Linked DNA regions of Mus musculus: all the other regions are linked to region 1. Evidence: chromatin contacts called from public promoter capture Hi-C data. All regions are on one chromosome and are shown on one strand. Each heading gives the region's core, a stretch centred on a gene start, on an enhancer-like site or on the middle of the called end of the contact. The rest is flanking DNA. Distances are from core to core; before and after follow the strand shown. Region 1 holds the start of Spaca9 (sperm acrosome associated 9). Region 2 holds the start of Bmyc (brain expressed myelocytomatosis oncogene). Region 3 holds the start of Lhx3 (LIM homeobox protein 3). Region 4 holds the start of Dipk1b (divergent protein kinase domain 1B).

Region 1 (2,524 bases), core at 9-2,508:
ATGAGCGGAGACGAAAGCCACTTCAAAAATGTCCAGGAAGCACACTGAACCCCCCCCCCCCCAGTGCAAGCTGCAGTGTGGCTGCTGCTTTCTTTGTTGGGGAGGCCTCATCTTTGCTTCCCCAGCTGACAAGTCTACCGAGGCCTGAGGCCTTTGAGGAAGCAGGTCTCGGGGACAGAGGGCTGCGCTGTGGCTTTACATGGGCAGGTGTCATTATCCCAGGTCAGAACGCTAGCTCTCAGCCTTGAGGCTCCCTCTGATTTCATTCTCAGCCCCTGGGCAAGACTTTTCCCCTTTGCTAGGCCTTAGCCTCTGTTTCTGTAAAAGGTGGGGGATTGGATAGAAACTCTTCAAGCTATTGAAACTTCCTCTCTGTGCCCAGCAGCTGTCGAGGGAAGAAATCCAGAAAGAGGAAATGACTTGCCCAAAGCCACCAGCTAACTCCTCTGGCCTGTCTTATTCTGCAGTGTCTTGTCTGTCTTCGGAGCAGAAGGTTTTCATCTGACTTGACACTGCCTGGTGCTGTGGCCCCCGGAGCCCCTGAGAGCTCCTCCAGCTTGACCCATGCAAACAGGTGAGCTACAGGAGCAGGAGTGACTCGGTCCCCAGCACTTGCTGCTCTTCCAGAGGGCCTGGGTTTAGTTCTCAGCACCTAGATCTATTGGCTCACTGCTTGCAACTCTGGCTCCAGGGTTCCAAAGTCCCTTTCCCAGCCTCTGCTCTTCCTCTGTCCCACCCTTATACACATTAATACATAAAGATAAAACTTGTGAGACAGGAACGATTGTTGTCCAAAGTGAGGTGAGATTAAGATTAGTCTAAAGATTAAGTGAGATATCACTATGTACCCACACTGTCCACTCCCTATAGGCCAGTCACTGTCGGGGACTTCAGGGTAGTTGTGGGAGGAATGCCTGAGTGTTCCCCACTGCTCAGGGTAGAAACTTAGGCTCACTGTAAATCTGTCAAATTTACAACATCTAGAGTTGGACTTGTGGCTATCATCGTAGGCTGTGTGTACCTCCCTCTGGGTTACTACACAGAGTCCTTCCTCCACGATGCCACCCTTGCCTCTTCCACAGCTACACGCAGCTTTCCTCCCCCTAGGCCAGGACACCTCCACCTCTTTCTCCCCCACTCCCATAGTGTTTTCGACCCAGCTCGTCGCCGGCGCTCCATCCCCCTTTACCCTGGTTTGACTTGGACTGGCCTTCGCCTCACAGAGTGCCCAGAAGCTTGCAGTGCCTCCGTGGGTGTGCGGCCCCGAGGGCGGGAAGGCCCCTCAGGAAATGGGCGTGGGCGGGGTCGAGGCCATAGAGGCCAGGCAGGCTTGGCCGATTGTGACCACAGGTGCTATGGCAACCCGGTCACATGACTCGGCCGGCCGCCCAAACCAGGAGACCCGCCCAGTTTCCCCCCACCCCCACCCCCATATGATCTGGGCGCATATGACTTTTCCTCCTGTAGAAACCGGTCCCACGTCTGCCCCAGCGTCTTTCATTTAAAGATGGGGAAACTGAGATCCAGGGAGCAGGGTCAGCTTCCAGCGCCCAGATCCGCACAGTTGGCTACACCAGAAGCAGGATTTATTCTGTCATCCGATCCCCCATTGCTCTGTAGCTCCACAGGCGTTCTGGGGTTTGCTTTGTGGCCCTGGGGAGGGAGAGCCGACTGCAGATCAGGACCTCGGTGGATGGAATCCGGGACCAGGACTCGCCCCAGCTGAGGCGCTCACCGATGACGCATAGCTTGGCGTCCCAGCAACGCCGTTACTAAGGAGCGGAGCGCTGTCGGAAACATGGATGCAACCACAGCCCCTCATCGCATTCCCCCGGAAATGCCTCAGTACGGGGAAGACTACTACATTTTCGAGATGATGCAGGTGATCAGGCGCCCGAGGATAGGGAATACGGCTACCGGGCCGGGCCGGCAGCATGGTCTGGGGGGAAATCCCTTTCCTCAGTTTCCCCACCTGTGAAATGGCGCAGTAGTCTCCAGGGCCTCTTCTGGCATTGTATGGGAAACCTCAGCCGGTTCCTGAGCCCTGAGTCTTACCTAAGCTGGGCCTTGGAAGCCCTAACAAGCTAGGCTCACCCACCTCACTCCAAGACCAGTTAAAGAGATAAGCAACAGAAAAAAAGAAAAAGTCAGAGAAAGGCTTATTTCCTGTGACCACAATGGAAGGAGGAACACGTTCAAGAAGTTCAGTGACCTGCTTCCCGGGGCTAGTTTTGGGGTCCACACAAGTCTAGTGTGATCCCGCACCTCACTGACCCATATCTGTCTCCGTTCCACTCCCTCCTGCAAGGTGGTCTGACAAGTTGGAGGAAAACTTCCCAGGAGACCCGCCCCTCTGGCTGGTGCCAGCCTTTTCCTTCTCCTGGCATGAGGTTCCTGGGAAATTCCAGTTCCCAGGACCAAACCGATTGTCTCAGCCGTCAGGCAAAAGACACATGTGTTTTGTCTCATGAGGGTGTCTTTGACCCTGTTAGGACAAGTAGGGGACCGTATAAGTTTTAGATGG
Region 2 (2,524 bases), core at 10-2,509, 3.0 Mb before region 1:
CTTTCTAAAAATTTGATATAAAATAAGGAAAGAAAAGAGAAAATAGGTTAGATCTTTTAATTTTTTTTAAAGAATTCTGTGTTATGGATTTTCTTGTTTGTTTGAGCCAAGTTCTCACTATGTAGACCAGGATATCCTGGAACTTACTATGTAGCCCAGCCATGGTAATCCTCCTGCCTCAGCCTTCCAATGTATGAGCTGCCTTGACTGCTTGGCATTATGTAATATTTAATCATAAAGTGTTTTAGAAGTTTAATTCATGCCTAAATTTAATGTGTAGCTCACACATATTTGTATCTACATTTTAGAAAATTTGCAGGAGCCATTCATAGATGCAAGCATCATATACTCATTACAGGTGTGTGGGATGATGCTGGAGATGGTCTCTGTAGTTAAGATCTCTCGCAGAGATCCAGAGGTCCTGGGCCTTAGTTCGCAGCACTCACACAGAGGCTCACACTGTCCTGACACAGTTCCAGGGGATCAGTCTTCCTCTTTGGGTCTCCATGGGGACTGGGCATGTAGGTGATGATGCACTTACATATATGCAGGCAAATCATTCATACACTTAAAATGATATAAATAAATAAAAAAAATAGTGTAGCTTTAAGAAAACCCTTGAAGACCCGAAGCAAGTATGCCACCACAGAGATCCTTGAACGCGGGTTTATTACGGACATTTCCACAATAGCTGTTCCGGAACCAAGGTGTCCATCGTCAGAGGAACGGACAATAAAGATGTGGTTCGTATGTGGAAGTGGAACATTTTCAGTCATAAATGAGAGCAAAGAGTGTCATTTGCAAGAAATGGATGGAATTGGAGAGTATCATATTAAATGAATTAAGTCAGTCTCAGAGAGACAAGATCTTTGCTTTTTTCATCCATGGGTTCTCGATTTCATAGGTACATGAAATCACACGTGTTACAAATGACATGAAAGTAGAAGAGTCACTGGGCGAACGAAGAGGACTGAGAGGTGGAGAGGTAGACACTAGCAGGAAATGAGTGAGAGTATGCGGAGAATAGGTTATCTGCGTCCACGAAAATGTATCCTGTGCACGTAGGATGCAGCGCCTATAGCCCCTCTCCGTAAGGTGGCGCGATACTTTGAGCGTGGCGTCTGGCGACGAGCTGACGCCTCCTCCCTCCGCTGCAGCCGGAGACCGAGCCTGGTGAAGGGACTGTCGGGATTGTCGGAAGTGAGGGTCTGGGAAGGGGAGTGGTTCGGGGCTGCTGCGCAGCGCGCCAGGTTTCCGCAGCAGCCCTGCACCCCTCCGGGTCGCCTCCAAACGCAACGCCGCGACCATGCCCCTCCACGTGAGCCTCGCTAACGGCAACCGCGACCTGGACTATGACTCGGTGCAGCCATACTTCATGTGCGACGATGAGGAGGAGGACGTGCACCACCAGCAGCCGCCGCAGCCGCCAGCGCCCAGCGAGGACATCTGGAAGAAATTCGAGCTGCTGCCCACGCCGCGCCCGTCCCCGGGCCACGCCGGGCTCTACTCGCCTCCCTGCGAAGCGGTCGCCGTGTCTTTCGCCCCCAGGGACCACGACGGTGATAGCTTCTCCATCGCAGACCTGCCCGAGCTGCCAGGAGGAGACGCGGTGAAGCAGAGCTTCGTCTGCGACCCGGATGACGAGACCTTCGTGAAGAACATCATCCTGCAGGACTGTATGTGGAATGGCTTCTCGGCCTCCGCCAAGCTGGTCTCCAAGCTGGACCCCTACCAGGCTGTGCGCAAAGAAGGCACCGGCGTGAGCCTGGCCGCCGACGTGGAGCCTGCTACGCCTCCAGACTGCACCTGCAACACCTGAGCGCACAGCACGGGGGGCTTTGGACTGTAAGCTTCAGCCATGTTAACTGCCTCAAATCCTGGGCGTAAGAGAACCCTCCCCTCCCTCTTTTCTTTTTTAAGCTTGCCACCCTTCCTCACTCCCCTTAACAGATTTGTATTTGTTTAAAAAAGGAATCTTAAAGTATATCAATTTTCCAACATCAGCTGGACCCTTAAGTGTAAATAACATCAATAAAAACGTCTTATCAGTTATACAAGATTTTAGGATATGAAATATAAAAAGGTATATTTTCCTTTCAAAAGCTGATTCTTTTTTATTGTTTAAAGAAAATCAAAGTAATTCGGAAATATGTTGAGCCCATGCTTAAAAAAAAAACAGCTTTATGAAACATAGCAAAATAAGGAACCGAGGAGCTACAGACAATACTACTGCTAAAAGTAGACTAAAAGTAAGAAAGGGGAACTTTATGTGACCAAAAAGGAAAAGAAAAAAGAAAGAGGAAAAGACAAAAGATGAGATAGATGCATAAACAAAGTTAGATAGACTGAGGGGTTTTAAACAATTGATATAATTTTAAAAATAAAATAAAGGTACTACTGAAGCATAGCAAAAAGGTGAATCAGGAGAGGCAGGAAAAAACAAACAAACAAACAAAAAAAACCTCCAGAGTACCGGTGCCTCGCCTCTCTGGCTCCTCTGTCTTTAGACACTGCTGGGTGTATG
Region 3 (2,524 bases), core at 9-2,508, 2.5 Mb before region 1:
CGCCTCGGCCAAGAAGCCCACAGCAGGGACACGGGGACACCCGCTTCCTACAAAAGCCGTCGCCACCGTCAAGCCTCCCAGTGAAGCCACCCTCGATCTCCTCTTGCTTACGTGGCATGGTGAACTCCAGTCTCAGTACAGTTTCCTACACAGAGTTGGAGGGCCCAGTGGAGCCTCGGGAGCCAACAGTGCTCTAGCAAGCCTCACAGAACTCTCTCTGGAGCCTAGCTTACCAAGCTTTCCTCCCTCCCTTTCTCATCCCCCCTCCCATCTCTTCCTCCCAGCTCCTGCGGGTAACCCATCCCATAAACCATTGGAAAATAAATAAATAAATAAATAAATAAATAAATAAGCAAGTAGGCCATATCCGATACCCCCAGTCTGCATAGAATCCTTTTCCCACTTGCTTCGACAGACCTTCTGCCAGCCTAACTTCCTCTTTTCCTATCCTGTTATACTCTCAGCTTGAAAACGGAGAGCGCTTTTATTCCCCAGAACCAAAGCCCTGCAAAAAGACTGGTACGATCAAGAAACTGGGGGCCCGGACAAGTTCCACTTTTCCCTGTAATCGCGTCTTGACCACCAGCCTAGTGGTAAACTGCCGGTGCAGACACTAAGACTCGACTCAGGGGAGATGAGTTCAGCATGACCCAGACCTGATCTCGCTGAAAATGGGGGGAAAGGAACTGAGTGAAGGCAGTTCCTAAGGAGAAACTCCTGCTCCCTGATTCCTGAGTCCTGAAACATCTTCACATGCTCCCTCCAGCTCAGGGGCCTCAGCCAGCTCAGAGCTGCAAAAGGTCTCCTAAACCGTTCCTGGATCACCAAGGGCTCCCAAAGCCAGGACAACACAGCACCAGGAGGGCCACACACTTTGGAGGTTTGAGATGCCTTTGCTTAGCCATGTCAGAGCCCCTCAGACACACCCTTGTCCAGATACCTTGGCTTCTGCTGGCCTCCGCACAAGGGCCAGAAAAAGCCGAGGACATCTGGGCCTGTTCAGTGCAGCCTCTCCGTCGGGCACCCACCTCGGCGCAGGTCAGCCCTTCGCGCCAACAACGCCAGCAGCAGGTCTCCGCCCGCGGATTCCCGGGACGGGTCCAGCTCCCCGCGAGCTTCCATGGGGCCAGGTGCCTGGTGCTGCCGCCCTCCGACCCTGAACTTCCCCTGGGTCTGGCGAGGCCACCGTTGCAGGGACTCCGAGCTGGCGTCGGAGCGACTCGTGTCGCTGCTGGGCGCTGTGCCCACGGGAGGCCTCTGGGCGCCAAGCCTCGGGCCCGCGGAGGGCGGAGCGGTGGGGGGCGGGGCCGCGGGGCGGGGCTGGGCCGGGGGTCGCAGAGACGCTCCCGGGGCCACTGGAGGCCACTGGAGACTGTGCACCTTTCAGCCGGAACCGAGGTGCCTAGAAGCCGTCTGGCTTGCACTTCCCGAGGACGGAGACAGCGCAGTAACCACTCAAGGCTTCCTACAGATGCTCGCCCCTGCCCCAAGCAAGTTCGCTAAGCCTCCCGGAAGGCTGAGGTCCCGAGGGAAGCGGCAGGGAGGGAACTGCGTTCTCTTTGCTCACGTTTAGACTCTGAACCGGAGCTGGACAGCATTGAGACCACACCTGGTCAGCAGAAGGGCAACCTGATAGCCATCGCGAGGGAACGTGGTGGCAAAGAAGCCACAGTAGAGCTACGAGGAGCTCGATTTGAAGGTCCCCCAACTCTGACACTCTGGACCCCACCACTAGAAGTGCCTCCTGGAGCCAGTACAGCGAGAAGGAACGATTCTTAGGACCTCAGATCCGGTGTCCTCTGCGGGAACACACCAAGACTCTAGGCCAGAAAAGGGTTGAGCTGCGGAAGCCCTGAGATCTACCCTTACTTCCCCACCCCAATTCCTTAGAACAATCCCTGCACCTGGATTTCCACATCTCATCCCCATTCGAACAGGTGAGCCCACCAGAACCCATCATCCTATCCTTGCATGAGCCCTCACTGAGGGCTCCTACTACCCAGCCAGGAGACAGCGCCAGACCTATGCAGTTCCTGGTAGGAACTAGAATCCAGCAGGGTATAGTGCCCTGGTAACAATTAGGGACACCCTAGAAGTGTTTGCAGAATCAGCAGGTTGCTGCCACCCTCCTGGTTCCTCTTCTTGTCCTGTTCTGCCTCCATCCCTAGGACTGTGACCGATCAGACCCCAGAATGGGAAGGATGAATGAAAGAACGCAAGATTCTCCACTTGGTCCCAGCACAGCTGCTGCCTCGGAAAGAGCCCTGTGCCTGCAGCCGTCCCTTCATGTTGCTCTGTACTTGTTATTCCGAGGTCAGGGAACACTAGCTTGGAGTGAAATGGGTGCTGGGTGAGCTGAGATGTGAGCCATTGAGTGTCAGCTGCTGCAGAGGGCAGTGGGGCGGGGGCCATGTATGGCTAGACTAGGGAAGGGGCGGCTCCACACTGTTGGGCATCTGGCTTGCCGCCAACAATGCCTCCATTATTTCCCAACGTCCGTGGCAGTGAAATGGCCCTTGGGGAA
Region 4 (2,524 bases), core at 14-2,513, 2.1 Mb before region 1:
TACATTGTTTATCTGACCTGCAAAATCAAGATTGAAGACATAATAAAATAGTCAAACTGCTTAAGCAGCTCGTTTATAATTGGTGCGATAATGAAACAATCCCATGTTTCCCTTCTTTTTTCTCCTTCCTTCTTTTCTCCCTCCCTCCTTCCCTCCCTCTCTCCTTTCTTTCCTTTCTTCTTTCCTCTCTTCCTCCCTCCTTCCATCCCTTTCTTCCAGCCTCTCTCCCTTCCTTCCTTCTTTCCTTCCTTGAGGCAGGGTCTCCCTTTGGGCTTCTGGCTAGTCTGGAATTTGAAACATAGGCCAGGCTGGTCTTTCTGCTTCTGCTTCTTGGTTTCTGGGACACAGACTTGATGCTATTTTCCATTTGTTTTGTGACCTGCTCCTGGCTCTAGTTCTCTTCAGCCTTTCTAGCTTATAAATCCAAACCCTTCAGCTGGGCTCATGGGACTCTCGCTCCACTTTTATGAAGAGAAGGTTGGCCTGGTTCACTAATTGCGAAGCAATTAACATCCTTAAACTAAAGCTGTCTTTTATCATTTTGCAAGGCATATATATATGGACAGCACTGGGGCACAGGGGAAGGCGTATTCCCTGGGAATGCATATGACATCGCTATAGAACCCCTAAGAAAGGTGTGGGTGAGGATTGAGGGCAGCTGATGCGCATGGTGGACGGTGCATTCTGGCCATTGTCTGCTAAGTTCAATAAGCCTCTAACTAAGGTCAGCTGCTGCTTTCCTAATCACCCTAAATGGGAGTCACAGGAGAGGGGCGTGTCTGTCCATGGGCAGAAATCAGAAGAAACTGGTTCTCAGGAGTAGTTGCTGACCGCGTGGGCTGTGGGTCCTTCCCTATGCCCCGGTGCAACAAGGGCTGAAGACTCTCGGTGCCAGAGGTGGTGGCCTCAGGACTGACTAGCCTCACCTGCATACTGGGGAGGGATGGGGGCAGATCCATCAACGTCTTTTACCCTTGAAAAGGTGGAAGAAATGCGCAAGCGCAGGCGGGGACCTTACAGGTCCTCAGCGCCAGCCTGCCCCGGTGTTTCATGCTCACACAGGGTTGCCGTAGCGGGTCCCGGAGCTCTCGGGAGGTTGGGGGTGGGGGGGTGGGGGGTGGCGTAGGTCCCCAGCGGGAGAGCTAGACTAGCCGCGGGGCCGCGCGCCAGTCCTCCCACGCGCGTGCACGCCCCTTCCGTTTGTCTCCACACGCGCGCGCACGCCCCTCTGTCCATCTTCCCGCGCGTGCACGCCCCTCCTCCAGGCCGTCTCCCCGCGCGTGCGTCGCGGTCCTTGCTCAGAAAGGCACGCGCCTTGCCTTTAACGCGAGCCGAGGACGAGCGGCCCGCATGGAGAGCGAGCGGCGGCCGCTGCGGGCCTGGCCGGGCTGGGGCTGAGGCCGAGCCAGCCGCGGGGTTCCGCAGCCGGGGCCGGAGCCCATCATGCGGCGGCTGCGGCGCTTGGTGCACCTAGTGCTCCTCTGCCCCTTCTCCAAGGGCCTGCAGGTAAGCCGCAGCCGGCCAGGTGCTACCACACGGGGAGGGGCAGGGCGTGGGATGGCGAGGGTCGATGGGTGCACGCGGGTGCACCGGAGTCCTTTCTAACCTTCGCAACTTAAAAAAAAAATTCTGGAATAGCAAACTTGGCCAGCCCCTGGCCAGTTCTTGAGACAGCTGGAAACAGGGGCTGTGGTGACCTTGGGCCAGTGGAGGGCCAGCTCCTGTCTGCAGAAGAGGCCCCTCCCCTCATGCTTTGAGGTGATGGAGTCAGGCCTCTGGGCTCCAGCCGCTGGTTGCCACGGTCCTTAGAGCCTACAGGAAGGAGCCAGCCCTCACCAGTCTAGCCAAGGTCTCTCTGAAGGGCCGTCCTGAGGATGCTGGAGGATGCCTTTGTCCTGGGGCCTGGCCTCCCTTAGACTGTTTTACATAAAGGATGAGGACTGAAGCCTGTTGGATGCAGAGCTCTTCCAGGCCCAGATGCCCTTGTCTGCCCTCTTCCAGAGGCAGTAGCTTGTGCTGTGATCCATGCTCAGGCCTAGGTTGGGTTCGTGACCTGAGGTGTATGGGGGACCCTTCTTGTGCCAGGAGATGGGGTGTACCCATACCCCTAGCCCTGAAGCTAGGCCCTGACTCAGCAATGTGTGGACCCAGGAGTGGCAGGAGAGGGGTTTGGGCCAGTTCCCAGTGGGGCTGGTTCAGAGAGAGCCACTGGCTGAGCCCTTCCTGCCCCAAGCCTCAGTTTCCTGCGTGGGAAACACTAGGGCACCTGCCACCTGGCCCGGGTTTCCTGGGCAGGGAGTTTGCTGTGCAGTTACTATCCCTGTAATGACCTTCCCACCTTCCATGTGACTTTTCTGGAGCTGGACTGTTCAGCCTCGAAAATTATGGGCCCAGGGCTTGCCAACTTGTTCCCCACTGAGTGGCAGAAATCTGTGCGAGCTTTTGAGTACCACTGTGGTGAGTCCCGCCCCGGGGTGAGCAAAGACTCAGGGATCCTGGAGAAGAGCTGCGTCAGACAGAGGCC

Evidence for each region. Promoter capture Hi-C pulls out the DNA fragments that hold promoters and counts their contacts.
Region 2: a contact with region 1 is called in a promoter capture Hi-C map of liver, with 4 times the contacts expected there. The contact joins the promoter of Bmyc here to the promoter of Spaca9 in region 1. A contact is called at or near these places in 2 of 39 promoter capture datasets (both in liver).
Region 3: a promoter capture Hi-C map of liver shows a contact between it and region 1, with 3 times the contacts expected there. The contact joins the promoter of Lhx3 here to the promoter of Spaca9 in region 1. A contact is called at or near these places in 2 of 39 promoter capture datasets (both in liver).
Region 4: a contact with region 1 is called in a promoter capture Hi-C map of hippocampal neurons, with 4 times the contacts expected there. The contact joins the promoter of Dipk1b here to the promoter of Spaca9 in region 1. A contact is called at or near these places in 2 of 39 promoter capture datasets (hippocampal neurons and liver).

Annotation. Positions count from the first base shown.
Region 1 is chr2:28,698,393-28,700,916 of GRCm38.p6, forward strand. Spaca9 (sperm acrosome associated 9) reads right to left here and starts at 1,259. Exons shown (of 5, transcript NM_027283.1): 1 at 1,190-1,259. It overlaps Ak8 (adenylate kinase 8), which reads left to right and starts at 1,769. Exons shown (of 13, transcript NM_001033874.2): 1 at 1,769-1,882. The coding sequence starts at 1,799.
Region 2 is chr2:25,705,620-25,708,143 of GRCm38.p6, forward strand. Bmyc (brain expressed myelocytomatosis oncogene) reads left to right here and starts at 1,260. Exons shown (of 1, transcript NM_023326.2): 1 at 1,260-2,102. The coding sequence starts at 1,307. The coding sequence ends at 1,819.
Region 3 is chr2:26,205,317-26,207,840 of GRCm38.p6, forward strand. Lhx3 (LIM homeobox protein 3) reads right to left here and starts at 1,259. Exons shown (of 6, transcript NM_001039653.2): 1 at 1,029-1,259. The coding sequence starts at 1,122.
Region 4 is chr2:26,627,194-26,629,717 of GRCm38.p6, forward strand. Dipk1b (divergent protein kinase domain 1B) reads left to right here and starts at 1,264. Exons shown (of 5, transcript NM_019833.3): 1 at 1,264-1,506. The coding sequence starts at 1,444.